Linked DNA regions of Capra hircus: region 2 is linked to region 1. Evidence: chromatin contacts called from public Hi-C data. All regions are on one chromosome and are shown on one strand. The core of a region is the stretch at or near the end of the contact, and the rest is flanking DNA. Distances in the headings are between cores, read along the strand shown.

Evidence for each region. A called contact is a pair of places that touch in the nucleus more often than the background predicts.
Region 2: a contact with region 1 is called in a Hi-C map of blood, with 2.5 times the contacts expected there. The contact joins two enhancer-like sites.

Annotation. Positions count from the first base shown.
Region 1 is chr22:53,656,468-53,659,167 of ARS1.2, reverse strand. All of the region lies in intron 2 of LIMD1 (LIM domain-containing protein 1), which reads left to right. Among named protein-coding and RNA genes, the nearest start is that of TRNAR-ACG, 25 kb to the right of the region's middle. Within about 2 kb of position 1,292, at least 3 of the 5 cell types and tissues checked have an H3K27ac peak or open chromatin away from gene starts, as enhancers often do.
Region 2 is chr22:53,766,601-53,769,300 of ARS1.2, reverse strand. The region is part of intron 15 of LARS2 (probable leucine--tRNA ligase, mitochondrial); the gene reads left to right. Among named protein-coding and RNA genes, the nearest start is that of LIMD1, 58 kb to the right of the region's middle. Within about 2 kb of position 1,345, at least 1 of the 5 cell types and tissues checked has an H3K27ac peak or open chromatin away from gene starts, as enhancers often do.

The sequences.
Region 1 (2,700 bases), core at 43-2,542:
TGGGCACTTTTTAGAATGATCATCAAACTGACACCTGCTTATTATTAAGTTTTGGGAGGTTTAGGAGGGTATAAAGAAGCAAACCACTAGTGACCTCCTGCCTCACCCTCCACAGTCATTCAGATACCATGTATGTCTACCGAGAGACACTATCATTCTTGGACAGCTTTCCTTTCCAGTCTTTTTTCTTTAGATTTCTTCATTACGTAATTGAATCTTCCTTTTTTTTTTTTAACTTTTCACATTATTACATGAGTTTTATTTGAAAATTAAGAAGACAGTATTGTTTCTCAGATTATGAATACATGATTCTAGAAAAATTTAAAATGTGTGAAGCAGAAGGTGAAATTTCTCAGACCATCTTCTACTGTATTTAATAATAGAAAAATTTTGTAACTATTGAAAAGCATAAAGTGGTAAGTGAAATTTCCTTTGAATAAGCCTGTCAGTGCTATATAACATTAGATAAGTTTTGGAAAGAAAAATATAAAATAGAAAGTGAAATTTTCCTGTAGTACTATCAACCAGTGCTAAAACCTATTCGTTTCAGTATGCAGTCTTCCTTTTTCTTTTTCTTTAGCATCAATGGTGTGTGTGTGGGCATAGGTTACCAAAATGGAATTGTGCCGTAAATGCATGGGCAATCTAGCTTGCGTTTTTCCCTTACTAACGTAATTTGAGTATTCTCCTCTAGTAAAGCATTTTCTCATACCACTGAAACACTTATTTGAAGGGTATTTTAAATGGCTACATGTTACATTTAAATGTACTCTGCTTTATGTGATCATTTCCTCTAAGGCTGCCAGTTTGGATCCAAGTAAACATTTATTCATATTTCTGATTCATTCCCTAAGCTAAGTCCCAGACAGCCCCACTGAGTCAGAGATAAATAATTCAAGAGTTTCCTCTCCAGGGTGAGCTTATCATATTACCAGTCTTCTCTGTAGCTTACGGAAATACGCAGTGACAGCCATCACAAACAAATGTGATTGTTTTAAAAAATCTTTGTTATCATATGTGAAAAAGCTTTCATTTATCTTTCTTAGAATGCTACAGGGTTTGAGTTTGGCGTGTGTGATCCTTTTCTTCTGTGATTTTTGGAAGAGAGGTGATCTGCCCCCTCTATTAAATAAAAAAGCTAATTCCTGCCTAGATTCCTTAGAACGTCCCGGATCCCATTCCAAGAGAAGAGCTGGGTGTTCGCCACACCTTGGCTCAGAAGCTTTCTCCCTCTCTGGGAAGTCCTGTGCGTTTCCAGGCCACCTCCTGGCTCCCTCTAGTGGCTCCTTAGCAGCTGCAGCCTCGCTTCCTTGGCTGTCGTCCGCACCGGTTCGTCCTGGTTGGGACACCCCAGAGCAGAGCAAGGGCGCGCCGCAGACTTGCAGCCAGATGGTGTGTGTGGCGGGGGACTGTTCTCCTGAATGTCTGGGCAGCTCCTCTTAACGGTGGGCTCTTTGTGTGCTTGTCGCCTTGGCTGTAGGGAAGCAGCGCATTAGTGCTCACCCTGAGCCTGGACGGGGCACAAGGTGGAAAAGATACTCTTGTTAGTTCTCACTTTCCTTTCTGAAACTCTGAGTCCTCCGGAATCTTTTCATGGAGGGGAAGAATAGTAAGTCAGTAGCATTATTAAATTAAACTTCTAGGGATGTCAGAGGGTTCTGTTACAGGGACCCTGACATCATTGAGCTGTGGGTACTTGTTCTTTTAGTCTAGTTTTGTTGGGAAGGACTTCCCTGGTGGCTCAGATGGTAAAGTGTCTGTCTGCAGTGTGAGAGACCTGGTCAGTCCCTGGGTTGGGAAGATCCCCTGGAGAAGGAAATGGCCTTCCACTCCAGTATATTGCCTGGAAAATCCCATGGACAGAGGAGCCTGGAAGGCTACAGTCCATGGGGTCGCAAAGAGTCAGACACGAGTGAGCGACTTCACTTAGTTGGGAAGTGCTTGTGAAGGTTCTATAATGAGAACCTCCTAGAACAACTCGGAGGGGAGGACAGAAGGAAAGTTTGGAGAGCTAAGGACTTCTAACATACGCTCTATTGCCCTTCACGCTCTCTCAGTCCATTAAAGTTTGTTGTTCAGGCAATAAAAGTGATATACGCAGTGATTACAGGAGGGGAGAAAACTAACAAAAATCACCATTGCCTTTACTCAGAGGTGACGGTTGACATTCGGTTTACATGTATGTATGAGCATACATTTATTTTTGCATGTTTATCCCTATCTAGGTATACAAACACACACATACTTGCCTTTTTCTAAGGATTATTGATGTTCTTTATGCGTTTTAGATACTAATGCTGCGTTGTAGCCATCTTCTCATCCCTGACTTGCTTTCCTTCTATTCAACTTATTGCCCTCGGTTAGATGATTACCACAGAACTGGAAAAGGTTAGTTTTCATTCCAATCCCAAAGAAAGGCAATGCCAAAGAATACTCAAACTACCGCACAATTGCACTCATTCACACGCTAGTAAAGTAGTGCTCAAAATTCTCCAAGCCAGGCTTCAGCAATACGTGAACTGTGAACTTCCAGATGTTCAAGCTGGTTTTAGAAAAGGCAGAGGAACTAGAGATCAAATTGCCAACATCCTCTGGATCATCGAAAAAGCAAGAGAGTTCCAGAAAAACATGTATTTCTGCTTTCTTGACTACACCAAAGCCTTTGACTGTGTGGATCACAATAAACTGTGGAAAATTCTG
Region 2 (2,700 bases), core at 96-2,595, 110 kb before region 1:
TAACATAATCAATGAAACAGAAGTAGATGTTTTTCTGGAATTCCCTTGCTTTCCCTTTGACCCAGCGAATGTTGGCAACTTGATCTCTGATTCCTCTGCCTTTTCTAAACCCAGTTTGTGCATCTGGAAGCTCTCCATTCACCAACTGCTGAAGCCTAGCTTGAAGGATTTTGAGTATAACCTTATTAGTATGTGAAATGAGCACGACTGTATGGTATTTGAACCTTCTTTAGTACTGCCCCTAGTTCGGAAAAAAAAAACAAGAAAAATTCCAGCAGGTTGTAATTCTGCCCATCCCCAGAAGAGAGCAGCATTGCACCACTTAATAACCGGCAAGAATTTAAGCCCAAGCTCCTTGTTTCTGCCCCTGCCCCTTCTGGAAGCTTAAAGCTACAGATTTTGATCATCCTACTGATAACCTTTACCTTTGGGATCCAAATCATGCCTCCCTTCTTCCATCCCAAGGACATATTTTTTATTTCTATTAAGAGTGACTAAAGCCATGTACCAAGAGTGAGAAAGGAGAGGAAAAACAGCAAAAACTGGTGCGCAGGGACACTAGAGCCTAAGACGGTGACAGCGAGTTCACCCTCCTGCCACTGAGCCCAGCAGGAAGAAAGCTGCAGTGTGCCTCTGTGTGTGAGGCGGCAGCATGTAAAGTTATTTGAGGAAGATTCCTAAAAGATGAGCTAGTGCTCAAAAATGTGCAGCCCGGGGGGTGTGCAAACGTCGGCCCCGTCGAGCCCACTGATGCCCAGGGACGGCCCCACCAGGAGTGGGGAGGCCGCCCTCACACGTAGGACACTCGTTCAGTTTGCTCTGTAGCCACTGTCTTCGTCTGCCCAGTAAAAAGTAACCATATGATTTTCTCCTCCTGTTTTAAAACTGTGTTGTGTCTTTTGTGTAATGAGGTTAAAATCCAGGTGCCACCCCAGATTGGATGGAAGGCACAGATGGCTTCAAGAGCTGGCAGCCCCAAACATCCACGTCTCCCTCCCTCCGTCCCGCCGTCCGTCTGTCTGTTCATTTGTATTTTTTCACCCACCATCCGTGTTTCGAGCATGTTTAAAGGGCCTGTTGTCCATTGAAACAGTGCTAAGCGCTGAGACAGATGAAAGGACAAGACAATAGTCCTTGTCACGACAGGGGCAGGGCGGCGGTAGACGGGTATTTATGTTGTAATCAGTACACAGCCTGGGCGTGCTCTTCATGGCCGAGCGTGCTGGACATGGCAGGACCCGAAGGAGAGTCCAGAGCTGCCTGCAGGGGACAGGGACGCCCACCAGAGAAGGGGGTGCCTGTGCTCAGTGGTGAAGGCCAGGTCCAGGTTACCCCAGGAACTCAGGCCGAGATGGGCATTCCTGCCGAGTCCTAGGGAGCGTGGCCGGTTCTGGGGACAGCCAGGTGTCCCTGGGACCTCTCTAGGACCAGCGGCATGTAGGTGTGGAGGGAGAGGCCCAGAGGGCAGACTGGCTGGCGGCAGAGAGCTGCACACTCTGTCTGTAGGCAGAGGCCCTTGAGCTTCCTGAGGAAAATGCAGATCTGGGGTCTTGGGCATCCAAACCCCAACCTGCCCTGGATACAGCTCGTGTGGCCCAAGGACACCAGGTTCCTCGCGGTTCTGTGCCTGTGCTCCTGAGAAATGGGGACCACAGACACCATTGCTCCCCCTTAAAGGTGCTTCTTTTTCATGTCACTCACATTGTCTGGGAATCTTCCTGGGACGTGGTACAGAAGGATGTCATTCTGCCAGTGGTGCCATTGCTGGTGGAATGTCTGCAAGGTGGAAGGAAGGCAGTTTTGTGACTCAAAGAGTGTATTATTAAGATAGCTTTTGGAGCCAGAACAATGGGGTGACTATTTTTCTGCATGTACGTCTTCCAAATTAACACGCTCCCATGGTGGACAGGCCCTGTGACACTGAGTAACTTGACTAATTTCCATTTAATGTTAATTATATTGGGTGTTTTACACCTTGGCAGATATCCCACACACACACACACATACACACCCGCCACCAAACTCACATGTGCACACACACATACATACACATGCTCCTAACAGGATTTTAAAACACAGAGACCAGGGGTCCTTTTCTTCTAGCTGCCCTTCACCTCATTTTCAGTCATCCCCGTTGTTCCACTCCATCCCTCTGAGTCCACTGGAGAATTTCCTTTAAACAGCGTCTGTGCACACAGCTGCTGTGACGGGCTGCACCGTGTACAAATCAGGGCCCTGTCCAGAGGCCTTCTTTCTCTGTACCAGGGTTCGTCTGTATTAGCCTCGCATGTGAAATGAGCTTCTGTTAATTAACAAAGCCAGCACCCTGTGCCTCCATCACTAGAGCTGGGTTTGTGCTCTGCTTGGCCTCTTTGAGGTTATTGGGTCTTTGAGTTATTTGTTTGATCACTAAAGTCGTGTCCACCTTCTTGTGACCCATGGACTGCAGCATGCCAGGCTTCCTTGTCCTTCACTATCTCCTGGAATTTGCTCAGATCCATGTCCGTTGAGTTGATGAGGCTATCTGTTGGGTCTTTGAGCCTCTAAGAAGCCGCTCCGTGTAAGTGAGCTTGAAGCCCCCGAGGGTTCTTATGTTGATAGATGAGCTGTGCTGGGGGTGATGTTGGCAGAGAATGTCAATCTGTCTCCTCACTCAAATGTTCCTCCCTGTGCTTTATAAGAGTGAGATATGGACAGGTG